Regions from separate parts of the Mus musculus genome. Here region 2 is linked to region 1. Evidence: chromatin contacts called from public Hi-C data. All regions are on one chromosome and are shown on one strand. Each heading gives the region's core, a stretch centred on a gene start, on an enhancer-like site or on the middle of the called end of the contact. The rest is flanking DNA. Distances are from core to core; before and after follow the strand shown.

Evidence for each region. Hi-C and Micro-C count contacts between places; a contact is called where the count stands out from the background.
Region 2: a Hi-C map of granulosa cells shows a contact between it and region 1, with 2.3 times the contacts expected there. The contact joins the promoter of Wdr45 here to the promoter of Plp2 in region 1. A contact is called at or near these places in 9 of 39 promoter capture datasets (the 3T3-L1 cell line, the SN4741 cell line, cranial neural crest and 5 more), 13 of 484 Hi-C or Micro-C datasets (B cells, CD4 T cells, Sertoli cells and 5 more), 15 of 115 datasets of contacts at active chromatin or transcription factors (the 230-238 cell line, CD8 T cells, the HPC-7 cell line and 8 more) and 3 of 9 other capture datasets (adipose tissue, liver and pancreatic islet).

The regions. Positions count from the first base shown.
Region 1 is chrX:7,668,236-7,675,932 of GRCm38.p6, reverse strand. It overlaps Plp2 (proteolipid protein 2), which reads left to right and starts at 4,543. Exons shown (of 5, transcript NM_019755.5): 1 at 4,543-4,790; 2 at 6,175-6,330; 3 at 6,423-6,518; 4 at 6,916-7,006; 5 at 7,427-7,697. The coding sequence starts at 4,695. The coding sequence ends at 7,446. Magix (MAGI family member, X-linked) reads left to right here. Exons shown (of 6, transcript NM_018832.2): 5 at 1-92; 6 at 742-2,767. The coding sequence ends at 1,031.
Region 2 is chrX:7,717,117-7,724,813 of GRCm38.p6, reverse strand. It overlaps Wdr45 (WD repeat domain 45), which reads right to left and starts at 2,594. Exons shown (of 11, transcript NM_001290792.1): 1 at 2,436-2,594; 2 at 894-965; 3 at 716-790; 4 at 523-627. The coding sequence starts at 948.

The DNA of each region.
Region 1 (7,697 bases), core at 3,294-5,793:
AACTGGAGGCCCCCACCTTTGCCTGGTACTTCAAAGGCCTCAAGACATGGATGGCAGTAGGATCAAGGAGGTTGGAGGACATCGGAAGACAGGTGAGGTGGTGGATTTCCCAGAGAAGAGAGGCAGGCAGAGATCAGAGAGGGGAAGGGGAGGCTCAGAGAGTGGAAAGGCTGGATCCTGAGGAAAAAGAGGTTGCCTAACCACCTGAGAAGCCCTGTGGATTCCATCTCCCAGATACTCTTTTAGAGAGTAGGGAGTTTACTCGTGAGAGACAAAGAAAAGGGCTGGCAAGAGTGCTCAGTAGATGAAGATGTTTGTCACCAAGCCTGATGACATTGAGCTTGATCCCTAAGGTCCCACACAGTGGCAGGAGAGACCTGATCCAACCCCCACCCCCACCCCCCAATCTTTAAGAACTGATCAGTAACTGAAAGAGCAGGGAGCCAAAGAAGGAGAGGTGAGAGAGAAGAGATTTGGAACACTCACAAGGGGAAAGCTTCGTGGTTCAAAAGCCAAGATCAGGGTTTGATTGCCTTTGGGCAATGATTTCTGTGGAGCATGTCCTGGATTGAAGAGGTATATTTATTTGGAGGCGGGGATGTTGAGGTTTGTGATGGAGTGACACCTTTAGGCCTTGATGAGAATTGTCTCTAAGGGCTTTTCTGGCCACTCTTAGCTAAGGCCCCGATTTCCATTGTCTATTCCACCACCCAATCTAACCCCTAGTCTTGCTATCTCCAGATCGCAGCCTAGATCCTAGGGGAAGCAGGGTGGAGTCTCGCAGCACCATTTCCCCAGTTCACCACCGGCCCAAGACCCGGACCAGTCCCAGACCTAGTCCAGAGGCAGTGGCTATTGGCCACGTGGTTCGCGCAGTGGAGCACCCCACAGAAGACCTGGAAAACCGTATCCCTGGTACCCCTGGGCCCTGGCTGGTGCCCAGCGAGGACCGGCTCTCGCGGGCTCTAGGGGTTCGGGGTGGGGGCGCGCAGCTTGCTCTGGAGATGGCAGCCGGAAGGCGGAGGCATTGAGCACCAATAGACAGCTTTGTGCTCACTAGGTGAGGTCCCATAAGGTTCTAGCATGCAGGACCGCCAGGCTCTAAGCTTTTCCCTTAGAGCTTTAACCTGGTTTAGTACCTTCCCACTGCACATTGCACAGTGGAGTGGTCCCCACCCCTTCAAGACGCCAGTGGTATGGCCCTCCCAGAGCCCAGAGCGCTCGCACCCCACCACCCCCACGTCCGCGTGCGCGCAGCTTCTCCTAGTCCCTTCCCGACCGGGAGGTAATAAAATAGTTGGATCCAGTTCTGACTTGCTAGGTGCTCTAGGCGGGGTGAGGTTTCCCAGTCCACCCTGGAAGGGAGGGGTGGCTTGATCTGGTTTCGATGAAGTCCCTTCGAAACCACCCGAAAGCTACGTGCAGCTTCCTTCATGCCTCCAGATGGGTCTTTATTTCTGCTTGCTTCCCAGTTTGCTTTGCTAATCCCTGCCCTTCATTCATTCATTTCACTTTCCGAGTACGCACATTACTGCTTGTGATGTGGGGAATGCAGAAGTAGGCCTGTTGTGGGAGTGTCCCAGTAAACTCAGGATTCCCGCATGGAATTCTTCAGACCCTTAGCTGACATCAAGATAGCAAATCTAGAATTCTGGCGCCTTCCTCCACCCAGAGTCTGTGGTCTCCCACTTCCGGCTTGGAAAAACTAGCTTTAACTGTGGTGTATAGACTGCTGTCCCAGGGGCGCGGGCTGGGGCCTTGGACCCCACTTGGAGACAGAGCGGGGAAGGTGTGAGTCAGCGCCTCCAGTAGGCCAGGCTAAAAAGGGCTGTTAGAAGAAGTCTTTGGGCCACGCCTCCTCTTTTCCTTAGACGGTGACAAACTGCACCAGGCGGTCCTAGCCTGGGACGAGACTAAAGTTTCCTCCGCCCTGGGAGTTGAATCCTACTGTCAAAAGCTTATATGGACAGTAGACTCCAACCCAGGGAGCCACAAAGCAGGTCCTGGCCAATGCTACAAATGTCCAGTCACCTTGCTGCTAACCACATCCTGCATCCTCAATCCCATCCCCCAAAGAGGGAAGTTGTGGTCTAAACAGGCAACTTTCCCCCCCACCCCATAAGGAGGAGGGGGGGAAGGGGAGAAATGACAGGTCCTGAGTCTCAGGTGGCAGTGGGGGTGGGGTGGGGCAGACTGCAATCCGAACAGGGACAGCTAGCAGCTGGGGTATAAAAAAGTGAGCACTTGAAGTGTTAGTGTGTGGTGACATGTGACTCAGAGTACAGTGGGAGTATGGTTCCCCAGAAGTCAGGAAAGGGTTCTAGTACACAGTTCCTAAACAGCCACACCCAGGGGACTAATATAGTAACCTCAGCCACCATTTACTTAGTTTAGCTTTACCCTGCTACTAGCTTTAATGGGGGTTTTTATTTCATCTACTTACATGCCTACTCAGCATTAGGTCATTTCCCAAAGGGGGAAAACGAGGCCCAGCGATCGCAAATAGACTGGATGGTGGAGAGCTCAAAGCAGGATTAGTTAAAGCTTGGTTTGGAAGCCTTTCCTCATAATCTTAACCGTATTTGACAAGTCCCAGTTGAACCTCGACCATATACCTGCTCTAGAGTAGTTCTACAGTGACTCCAGGGATAGTAAAAGTAGACCAGTGTCAGACAAGAATGACAAGAATCCATAAAAGATAACTTCCAAGAGAATTGATAGTTACAGAAATAATAATAATAATGATAATAATAATAAAGGTTATGGCTGGAGATTGTTGTATTCCTGTAATTTCTCCACGTGGCCAGCCAAGACAAGAGGATCACGAGTTCTAAGCCATGCTGGACTACCCAGTGAGAGACTGGCTCAAACAAACAACATCAAAGCAAAAAGGACCAGCTAGACTGTGGGAGGGGTGGTGGGCTGCTAGCCTGCTTGAAGACACAGCTTTTGAAGTGGAACCTGAAAGACCAGAAGCCAAATGAAGCCAACGCTGTGGGGGAGGGGCACGACAGTTATGAGAACGGCGAGTACAGAGGCCAGAGCTAAGTTTGTCATGTTCCACAAGTTCAGGTATTTGTCCCTGCTTGAATGCAGGCACTCAACACTGGGGAAAATGTTTCAACCTTTCCATTACTCAGGCATTCTCTCAACAATGGTGACTGTAAAAGGGAACCCCTTTCTTCATTTGGAAGGGACCTATGTTTGGGGCGGGGCAGGCAGGACCTTAGGGTGAATTCTAGCCTTTCAGTGATTGCGTTATACTTGAGTATAAACCAATGTCCAGAACACATTGGGGTGGGGGGAGTGTCCTGATTTCAGGTAACCAGGCACATGTCTCAGAGTTAGACACGACGAAGGCCAGAAGGAATTAATTAATTGCTTAGGAACACACCTCAAAAAGTCAACGTTTGTACCCCAAATTATACTCAAAGACCATCCCCTTACCTTGCCCAACTCTCAGCAAAAATGTGTGCTTTCTCTAGTCTTTCCCTAAAGCTTGTTTGGCCTCTCTTCTCAGAACCATAAAACAGAGGTCCAGTACCGAGGCCGAGAAGAAGTCTTGCCTGGAATTGGCCAGCACGGGTTACTGGGGGGGCTAGGCTCGAAGCAGACTGATGATATAGTCACTAGTATCCACCAGGTCGATCACCAGGTTCCGTTCCCAGTCTCTGCAGCACTGTCACCACCACTGCCCAAACTCTGGGAACTGACTGCATCCTCCTCATCCCAGTTTGGTACCAGTTGACTACAGAACCTGACCTGACCCAATCAGAAACACCTTTCAATTTTTATTCATCTCACTTATTGTGAACAATTACACCAGATCCAGGGGGAATTAAGTCTTACTACCTCAGACCCTGCCTGTTAGGTGGTTCTCAACCTCCCTAAAACTGCGACCCTTTAATACAGTTCCTCATGCTGTAGGACTCCTGACCACGACATTATTTTTGCTGCCACTTCATAAGTGCATTTTTGTTACTGTTAGGAATTGCAGTGTAAACATCTGTGTTTTCTGATGATCTCAAGGGACCCCTGTGAAAGGATCGTTGGACCCCAAAGGGGTCCTTACTCACAGGTGGAGAACCACTGCTCTATGCAAAGGGAAAACTTTTTAAAATTCAGAGCACTCCGAATTCAGGAAACATACCTGGCCTCGAGAATTTCGAGTTTAAACAGGGCCTCAGCTACCCCTTTTTCAGCTAAGGAAACTATTACTTCTTGACCTTTTGGCTAAGTTCAAAAGTAGAAAATCGAGTCACTCCCTTCCAAAGCCAGATTCCCTCGGTAGCTCTTTTGCATTAAAAAGAAAGAAAGAAAGAAAGAAAGAAGGAAAGAAAGAAAGAAAGAAAGAAAGAAAGAAAGAAAGAAAGAAAGAAAGAAAGAAAAAGTGAAGGGTCTACATATTCTTGCTCCTGGTACCTGGAGTTTCCAGGCACCTTGTAGATAAGGCTGTGTGCGGGACCCGTATCGTCTTCGGCCGCAGGGCAAAGGGGGCTTCCGGGGCGGCCTCCACCTGGCCCGGCCCCCTCCGGCCCCGCCTGCTTTGCTAGGCGCGGTGATTCATTCCCTCCTTTGCCCGGGGGGCCCCCTTCCCGGCCAGACGGCGGGACAGACGGCTGGGTGTGCAGCGACCTCGAACCCGTGAGCCAGAAAGCAGAGCTTCTGCGTCCCAGGGACTCCAGTACACCACCATGGCGGATTCTGAGCGTCTCTCGGCCCCCGGCTGCTGGTTAGCCTGCACCAGCTTCTCGCGCACCAAAAAGGGAATTCTCCTGTTTGCTGAGATTGTGAGTGTTCCCCGGCCGGAGGTTGGGTAGAGGCTGAGTGTGCAGGCTGGACCACTGGGTACGGGACTGTGGCGGTTGAGGCAGGCACGTGGTCCAGCTGCTTGCCAGTGGGATGCAGGTGGGTGAGTTTGTGGAGGAGGGTCGAAGCCAGCCAAGATGCAGGGCGTTCGGTGGGGCATGGGCGAAGGGGTGGAGAGCTGGTGGTTCACTGGTGAGGTGAGTTATCTATAACTAATGTTGGGGGCTGGGGATGTGTGGGTGCGTGTGTGGGTGTAGGTTCATAGTGGTCGGAGAGAAGGGGTCCTGGGGAGTGGGAGCCTCTCGTGGCAGGGCGTGGCCGGCCTGGGCACTAGCTGGCGGGCTGGCAGTGCGCCTAAAGGCGGGGCCTGTTGGGGTGGGGTAGAGCTAGTCCCCTCTAGGGTAGGGCGTTCCACACTTCGCCAGTTCTTCCTTGCCCATTTGGGACTGGATGGGAGGTCCTTTGCTCTTTGGATGGTTATAGGGAACCTTGGTTTTTCCATCCCCCTCCAAGTGGGCACCGCCTTTGGGTCACTCATAAAAGAGGTGCGGTTCCTTTAACGGAGCCCTGCCCTTCTAGTGTCAGTCTCCCCCCCCCCCCTTCCCAAAGGGGTTGCCTGGGGAACCGAACGTCCCTCCCCCTCAAGGCATGGACGCTGGCGCCACAAGCGCTCACAAAACACCTGGCAGAGCCACTCCCCTCAGGGAAAGGAGAACTGAAGCACATAATTCGGCATTTTTCTTACTGGTTGACCCTGGGCAAGCCACTTAACCTCTCTGTGACTCACTTTCCTCCTGTGTAAAATAAATGTATCTAGCTCATTAGATTCTCGTGATGATTAAGTGGAATACGACGTGTAAAGCCCTTAGACAATGCTTGGAAGAACACTGAGCATGCGAGAGGTGTTTCGTAATTATCAGATGTCATTTTCTCACTCCTGGTAGTTATTTGAGAAAAATGTTTTTTTTTTTTCTCTTTCTTCCCCATCCTCCCCTACCGTCTCTGGAGCGTGGGTGCAACCTAGGGCCTTGCATATGTTATGCAAATGCTCAGCCACTGAGCTACATCTTGGAAAGTAGATTTCCTCCCCTCCCCCATGGATATTTAGGTTTGAGAGCCCTCTTTTCTAATTTTTTTTTGTTTGTTTTTTTGTTTTTCAAAACAGGGTTTCTCTGTATAGATAGCCTTGGCTGCCCTGGAACTCACTCTGTAGACCAGGCTGGCCTCGAACTCAGAAATCCGCCTGCCTCTGCCTCCTGAGTGCTGGGATTAAAGGCGTGCGCCACCAAGCCCGGCTCCCTCTTTTCTAATTTAAACCATTGCTTTTAACCCGTGGCTGATTGAGCTCCGTTGCTCCCCTCTCAGATACTGTGCCTGGTGATCTTGATTTGCTTCAGTGCATCTACAACATCGGCCTACTCCTCCCTGTCGGTGATTGAGATGATCTGTGCTGCTGTCTTACTTGTCTTCTACACGTGTGACCTGCACTCCAAGATATCATTCATCAACTGGCCTTGGACTGTGAGAAAGGGGCCGGCAGTGCCGGGGCTGGGCAGGGGTTGGGACGTTGGAATGGTCTGCAGCTCTCACCTTTTTCTTGGCCCACTTCGCAGGACTTCTTCAGATCCCTCATAGCAACCATCCTGTACCTGATCACCTCCATTGTTGTCCTTGTAGAAGGAAGAGGCAGCTCCAGAGTTGTCGCTGGGGTAAGGGGCCCAAGAAACAGATGCAAAGTCTGGCCGCAGCAAGGATCATTTGGTGTGAAAACACTGTCCCTTGTCAGACACAGATCTTGTGAGAGGCAAAGGCAGCCCCTTTGTCAACCTGTTAGACTACCACGTGCTAGAACTTTGTCTCTAGTTGTAGGAAGCAAGCCCTCTGCATATGGGGCAATGGGGGTGTCTGTCCTGTGCTGAGAGGTATTGGGGAGATGGGGAGGTAGTAAGCATTCAGACTTCTGACCAGTCCCAGAGGTTTCCAGCCTTCCTAGCATGAGACTGGCGTCACTAACCTACAAGGGCCCCTCCCTGGAGGTGGATACAAAGACATGGGGGCTCAGTAGCAATGCCCCCTAATCCAGTCTCTTCACTCCTATCTATCCAGATACTGGGCTTACTTGCTACGTTGCTCTTTGGCTACGATGCATACATCACCTTCCCTCTAAAGCAGCAAAGACATACAGCAGCTCCCACTGGTAAGTGTGTGTGTGTACACGTATGTGCACACGTGTGTGCATGAACACTGAGAGCAGAAACAAACAAAAGGGCTGGGCAGTGGGAGCAAACACCTTTAATCCCAGCACCCTGGAGGCAGATCTCTGTGAGTTCAAAGCCAGCTTGGTCAATATAGTAAGTTCCAGGACAGCCAGAGGTATACATAGTTAGAACCTGTTTTTTTGTTGTTGTTTTTGGTTTTTTTGTTTTTAAAAAAAAAAAAATTAAGGGAAAAAAAAGGAAGAAAAAGGAAAAGGACCTCCTAGGGGAAGATATGACTGCCAACTGTGTCCCTTATTGATTCTTAATGTCTTTTGTGTCATGAAATGCCATGTGTCAGCATTCCTGTCTGTATAAATAGGCCTCTAGATTCATCGATGCTTTCTTTCTTCCTCCTGCAGACCCCACTGATGGCCCGTGATCGTCTTTCAGCTGTCTCTGCTACCTGTCAATAGCTCCTCCATCAAAAACTTTCCTCCTGTCGGGCGGTGGTGGTGCTCGCCTTTCCTCCAAGCTCTCAGGAGGCAGAGGCAGGTGGATCCCTGTGAGTTTGAGGCCAGGGCTACACAGTGAGATCCTGTCTCTAAAACAATTCCTTCTCCGGTTTCCACAACACTCCAGCCAATTCTCTGACCCCATTGAAAGTGCTTATGGTACAAGAGATTGAACCTA
Region 2 (7,697 bases), core at 1,345-3,844, 51 kb before region 1:
CATTGTTAAGAACCAGGAAAATAGCAGGGCGTGGTGGTGCACGCCTTTAATCCCAGCACTTGGGAGGCAGAGGCAGGTGGATTTCCAAGTTCGAGGCCAGCCTGGTCTACAAAGTGAGTCCCAGGACAGCCTGGGCTACACAGAAAAACCCTGTCTCGAAAAACAAGAACCAGGGAAATAGGTGACAGACAATAAGTAGTTTTGCTGATTGACAGTGCAGGGGATGGAACCGAGGGCCTTGTACAGACCAGGCAAGTGTTTTACCACTGAGCTATACCTCCAGCCCCAATAGCACTGTGTGAGTTTGAGACCAGCCTGGTTTAGAAAGAATTAGACAGACCCTGCCTCAAAAAAAAAATACTAAAGAGACGAAACTTAAGCTATAAGATTCATGACTTCCAAACTGTGCCTTACTGTGGGACTCAAGAGGCACTGAGGACTTTATTTGCCATGCCCTCAGGGTATACGTGGGAAGGGAGGAATTTGAGGAATCTGGGTCAAGTATAGGATGAAAGCGCTTACCTGAGATCTCAGAGAACTTGGGGCTGCTCCCACCGCCCACCAGGGCCAGCAGGTTGGATCGGTGCAGCATCTCTACCAGGCCCACGCTGCCTACCTGCTCGTGGTCTGGACAGGGAATAGGGTGTCAGGAGAGGTCCATGCCAATGCACACATCAGCCCTTCTGCCCACTGCCCCACCGCTACAGCCACTCACCAAGATGCCCCTTCTCCATAAGTGGCTCCACATTGTAGATCCGGACGCCTGTCTCCATGGCGCAGCAAAAGCAGCCTGGGGATGGAAGGAATCAGTCGGACTCCCGTATTCTGGGGCTCAGAGTCATCCCTGGCCCTTCTTTTCCTTCTTTCCCACAAAGACACAATCATAAGCTTACTTTGGTCTTGGTTGAAATGTAGGCTGGTCACACCTCGAAGTGGCTGCTGAGTCATGATTCAGGACGGCCTTCCTAGGCGCAAGAAAAGACAGCATTGTGAAGAGTTCCCCAGTGTCCTCTCTGAAGTCCTACAACTTCTGTCCCCCAAATCATTTCTTCTTCCTCACCACTTGGTCTATTTTGTTTTGAGATAGGGTCTTGCTATGTATCCCTGGCTGTCCTGGTACTCCCTATGTAGCACAGGCTGGCCTTCAATTCCCAGCAGTCCTCCAGCCTCCACTTCCTGAGGGATGGGATTATAGGCGTATGCCACCACGCCTGGCTTCCTCCCCATTTTGATACTTTTCTTTGCCAGACTGTAAAAAACAAAAACAAGTGGAGGATACCTCAGAGTATCTGTTTAAACCAAGACCACAGGCAGAACGTATCCCGGCCCATAATGACAAAAAGCCTCATAACAGGCACAAACACCAAGCATGGGGTAATGGGGTAGGGAATATCCCATGGTACCTCCTCCCCCCTCCCAGCCATTCTTAGCTCTAATGTTTGATATGACCTCAAACCTCTCTACAAGCTATTCATCTGCACACCGGCACCCAACTCCACCTGTCAATAAATAGTGGAACAAAAGCTAAGGTTTCAAAAAAAAAAAAAAAAAAAACAAAAAAAAAAAAAAAAAGCTAAGGTTTCCTGCATCTTCACTGCCGTGAATGGCCCATCACCCACAGAACTGCCCTCCTCAAGCCCTTCTAACTTTACCTGGAGGCTTATTCGCCTCCAGGGTATCTCATTTACATCCTCCCATGCAGCATACTTTCCCCAAACCCTTCTCTCATATGACCAACTCTCAAGGCAAAGGCAAGCCTGAGAACCCCCTCCACTCCCTCTACTTAAGTCCTAAAGACCAATCCACACCCTACCCCACACCCGAGGCATTACTCTGACATTCCAAATTCTTCACATGTGACACATTCCATTCCCTATACTGTCTACCCACGACCCCTAAGCTTACACAATGTTACTCATGAGTCCCCTCCCCCTAAAATTTGTCCCTTTTGTCTCCATGCTATCTCTTGAAGGTTCTGCCCTAGGGCACGCTAGCCCCACCCCCTCCCAAAAAAAAAACCCATATCCTGCCTAGGAAAACCTCAACCTACCAATGCTGCTGCTGCTGCTGCTCTGACTCCCTCCCCTAAACATTCCTGCCCTAAAAACCTCGTCCTTTTTTCAAATCCCATCTCTTCCAAGACCTCTCTTCAGGCACACCTATCAGCTAAGATCGCAAATCTACTTTTCTCGCGTAAAACTTGGGTCTTGCTTCTACATGAGCCATACTCTGGAGAGCACTAGCTTCCAAGAGCCCTTTTTAAATCTATGCTCCAAATGCCCACACTAACGAAGAACCCTAATTGAAACGCCTCACCCTCTCCCAAAAGCCATGATCCTTTCCAAGACAGCACCGACTCAAGCCCCCATATCCCCAGCCATCCATCACCTGTCAAGACCTCTAGTAGAAACACCCAACCCATGACCGTGACCAACCCTTGGATCTTGCTCCAGATGCGCGTCACCTCTGCCGACTTGATCACCCCTCCCCGACCCCTGCCCTAGCCGTTGGTGCCGCCTGCGGCACAAATTTCTGACCTCCCGGGCTTTGGTGCCCAGCTCTGCTGTTTACATCAGGTCTTACTTCCGGAGGAGGGAGTCTGTGAACGGAAGTGACTCATTCTGGGCAGAGACTCCAGCCAGGGCTCTTCTCACCCACTTGGCGGACCTGTGGAGCATCCCGAGCAGTAGTAGAGTCCTCCGAGGGAAGTTCCGGAAAAAGAATGAGGGCGGATTAGGGGACTGGAGGCACAAAAGACTGCCCAAAGGCAGGACTGTCTAAGGGAACCCGGGAAAGGGCTTGCCCCCACCCCCAAACGGAAGCGGGCCAAGCATTGAACTCGTTAACTCACGGAGAGATAGAGGGGCAAACCTCCCAGGCTAACGAGTTCTCCGAGTTGGGCTAGAGTGGCTATCAATGTTTGTTTACCTTGTGGCTCTGGGTGCTCCTGGCTGGAATAAAAGATCTTGAAAGTTGAGATCAGCTTGAGTAGGGGAAAGATAAGAGTGGAATTTTACTTTCTTTTCCCCACCCTATTCCTAGCTCTTTACAAAAAGATCCTTTGTTACCGTAAAATGTGAGTGCTCCGGGCGTGATTGCTCACACACCTGTAGTGCTAGTAGTTGGCGAGGGACAGTCGAGGTTGTCTTGGGCTACATGAGGTCCTGTCTTTTTTAACAAAAGCTACAAACAGAGAATGCTTACATGGAAACACAAAAGGCCCCAAATTGCACACTGGAAATATTAGAGTGTTGAGATAAGTGCAATATGCACGACAGTTGTGAGAAATAATAAACGAGTTAGTACTGGCTGTTGAAACAGGATCGGAGGGTTTGTGCCATCCTGAGTTACAAAAAAAAGTCAATAAAAGGGAAAGAAGAATGGGGAACTACCTTGCATTTACCATAATCAGAGCCATAATAGTTAACACTCTGCTTCTGTCTTTACTTATTTTAATTTTTATGTTTTTTTTTATTTTTTTCGAGACAGGGTTTCTCTGTATAGCCCTGGCTGTCCTGGAACTCACTCTGTAGACCAGGCTGGCCTCAAACTCAGAAATCCACCTGCCTCAGCCTCCCAAGTGCTGGGATTAAAGGTGTGCGCCACCACAGCCTGGCCTAAAGACCTTTAGTCTTAATCACCCCTTCCTTTCTATAGTCCCTCCTCTATACTGACCTCCATACTTAATCCTTCTGTTGTAGTTTCCCCTGTTATCCCTTTATATGATTCTATTCTATATCCCATATCCTTAGAAGATTCCCTCCTCCCGGCTACTGTACCATTCTTTAGCTGTGCATCCACAGGCAAGTTGCTGAATCCCACTGAGCCCTGGCTTCCTTACCTATCAAATGTGTTAAACAATAATCACAGCCAACACTCCCTTTCTTTGACTGTTTCCATTTCTCTGTGTGTGTGTATACATGTGGTGCATGTGTGTGTATGTATCATTTTGCATGTGTGTGTAGGCACACATGCATGAGTATGTATACATGTGGGGGCCCAGTGTTGACATTGGGAACCATTCTCAGTCACCCTTGTATTTTGTTCATTGAGGTGAAGGCTTTATTAATGAAAGGAGAAGTATCAGCTCAGGACCCAAGACCAAGTTCTCAGCAAAAAAGATTTATTTATCCCAGAGGGGCAGAGGGCAGGGAATAAGAGACAAAGACAAGAGATAGAGGAGGGAGGAGCAGGGGAAATGGACCAAGGAGAAAGCCAGACAGGCGTTGCATATAGGAAAAAGGAGGTCTATAAAGGTAAAAGGGGAAACCCCATGTTAGGATGAGGTGTTTCATTTTAACTGGGCCTGTTAATTAGGGGAGCCAAAGGGCCACTTTTGATTGCTGGATTTCAACAGTTGATAGCTTGACCTTGTTAATCAGCATCAGGAGGAGGAAGTGGATAAGTAAGGAATAGACCTTGGGGACTAGCTTTAGGAATGGAATCTAATGGTTTTTAGCAAGGAAGAGGGAATGAGAAGGGCAAGGCCTGCCAGAGCCAGGTTGGCCATGCTCAAGCTGGCCAGAGTCCCTCCAATTAACATGTAATCTTCTGTTTAACCTCATCTTTTCTTTCTTTCTTTCTTTCTTTCTTTCTTTCTTTCTTTCTTTCTTTCTTTCTTTCTTTCTTCTTGTTTGTTTTTTGAGACAGGGTTTCTCTGTATAGCCCTGGCTGTCCTGGAACTCACTTTGTAGGCCAGGTTGGCCTCGAACTCAGAAATCTGCCTGCCACCGCCTCCCGAGTGCTGGGATTAAAGGCGTGCGCCACCACGCCAGGCTTAACCTCATCTTTTCTTAAAGATTTATTTATTTTATGTATGTATGAGTACACAGTATCTGTCTTCAGACACACCAGAAGAAGGAATCACATCCCATTACAGATGGTTGTGAGCCACCAAGTGGTTGCTGGGAATTGAACTCAGGACCTCTGGAAGAGCAGCCAGTGCTCTTACCTGCTTAGCTATCTCTCCAGCCCTAACCTCATCTTTTTTAACCTACTCATGATATTTCATAATTCAAATATAGCAGTTGTACTGGCTAGTTTTGTGTCAACTTGACACAGCTGGAGTTATCACAGCTTCAGTTGAGGAAATGCCTCCATGAGATCCAGCTGTAGGGTTATTTTCTCAATTAGTGATCAAGGGGGAAAGGCCCCTTGTGGGTGAGACCATCTCTGGGCTGGCAGTCTTGGGTTCTATAAGAGAGCAGGCTGAGCAAGCCAGGGGAAGCAAGCCAGTAAAGAACATCTCTCCATGGCCTCTGCATCAGCTCCTGCTTCCTGACCTGCTTGAGTTCCAGTCCTGCTTCCTTGGTGATGAACAGCAGTATGGAAGTGTAAGCCAAATAAACCCTTTCCTCCTCAACTTGTTTCTTGGTCATGATGTTTGTGCAGGAATAGAAACCTTGACCAAGACAGCAGTGTTTAGCCCTTCCGTTATAAATGGCCATTTAAGTTCTTTATGGTCCTGTGTGGCCAACTCTGTGTCTCTCTCTCACTTTGAGGGGAGAGATGGGCTTGGGGCAACACTTCCTTATAATGAAACTTACTTTGAAGTCATCAGTCTTCCTTTTATGTTTTTTCTAAAATCCCTTTGTCTTTTGACAGTGTGGACAGTTTCATTTATATAATGGGTTTTCCTTGCTTAATCCTCTCCATCCCCTTCTCTCATTGCCCCTCCTTCTCCTGCTGGAACCCTTTTCTCCCAACAAGCACCCGTTCTACTTTAATGGCTTCTTTTGGTGGGTGGCGCACCAAATCTTGAGAATGGGCAGGAGGTGATTTGCCAACTTATCAGTGCCTATACCACTGAAGGAAACTACATCATTTTCCCTAACAACACTTAATTGCCTGAAAGGAGGGGTGGGACCCACTTCTCCCACTCATAACAAAGTGTTGGCGATGAGCTCAGTCTTGTGCCAGTCCTGTGCAGACAATCACAGCTTCAGTCATGAGTGCAAAGGCAAAGTCAGCTTCAGGAGACATATTTTTGGTATACATCTCCTCGTTCTCTGGCTCTCACATCCTCTCTCCCCTTTCCCTTTGATGTCCCCTGAGTCTTGGAGGGGGTGATATGATATAGTGGTCCCATTCTGTTCCAAGCCCTCCCTTTTCTTTACCAGGTATGGGTTTGTGCATTAACCACTGTCCTCTGTACTCAGAAGCTGATCTGATGAAAGCTGGGAACAGTACTAACCTCATGGCGGAAGTATGGGCAGGTTCAGTTGTCCTTTGAGAGCTTAAATTCCTGATCCTCATGCCACTGAGGCAGGAGAAAAAAGTATGGGGACTCGGTAAAGAAAAATTGCCCTCTTAGGGGTTGGAGAGATGGCTCAGTGGTTAAGAGCATTTGCTGCTTCTCCAGAGGACTCAAATTGGGATCTCAACACACATCAGGTGGCTCACAACCACTTGTAACTCAGCTCCAGGGTTTCTGGTACCCTATTCTGGCCTCTGAGGGCATCCACACTAACAGGGCATTTAGTTAACACATACACATAGATAAGAAGAAAATCGAACTAAATAATTAGCTATTCTTCTAGAGTGTGGTTGAAGCTACTTGCCAGCTGAAAATCAAGGATTCTAGCAGAGGCTCAAGTGTGTGGTAAAGGTTGTCAACGTAGAGACTCTTTCTTTTAAATAGAAATATTCTCAAGCAGTCCACTAGTAGCACACACCTTTAACCCCAGCACTCAGGAGGCAGAGGCAGGTGAATCTCTGCGTGAGTTTAAGGCCAGCATGGATACAGTGAGTTCCAGGACAGCCAGGGTCACACAGAGAATTCCAGCCTTGGAGGGAAAAAAAAAAAAAAGGAAGTCTTAAACACAATTTGGGCCTGAGAGATGGTTCAGCAGTTAAGAGCACTCGTTCTTTCAGAGGACCCGGGCTTTCCTCCAAGCTCCCACATGGTAGCACATGACCATCTGTGACCCCTTCTTTCCTCTAATGGCGCCAGACAAACGTATGGTGCAATACATATATACAGACAAAACATTCACGCATACACGTAAAATAAATCTGAAAAAAAAAAGATAGCACCTCCCCTCTTGAGAATGATTTCTTTGGGGCCAGTGAGATGGCTCAGCATGTGTGTGCACTTGTCACCAAGCCTGACGACTTGAGTTCATTGGCGGAAGGAGAGAACTCACTCTAGAAAATTGTCCTCTGACCTCTACAAGCACATCATGGAACACATGCCCCCTCCTGAAACACGCAAAATAAATGGAAAATTTTATTTTATTTTTTGAGGTCCAATCATACTGTGTTTACTTGAATTGTCTGATATTCACTATATTGTCCAGGCTGGGCTTGAACTCCTAACAATCCTCCTGCCTCAGCCTCCTGAGTGTTAGGATTACTGGTGTGAGTTATCATGCTGTTTCCTTCCATCCAAAGATTCTTAAGCCTTAATTTTATCCAGAGTGGGCCTTGCAACAGAGTATTATATAGGAAACTAGGTCTTATTTTCATACCCTCCCCTGTACTTGGCGACTCTCCATGCAGGGGTTGTGTGCTGACCTCCTTCTGTGTCCTTGGTCCACTTCAGTGCCAGTACTTGCCTGCTTTTATAACCATGTGTGATTCAGATCTTCAGAATACATTTTGAGTATGTGTTTTGTTTGCATGTATGTCTGGGCACCATGTACACTCCATGTTTGAGGAGAGTGTCAGAACTCTGGGAGTTCCGGGCCACTCTACCT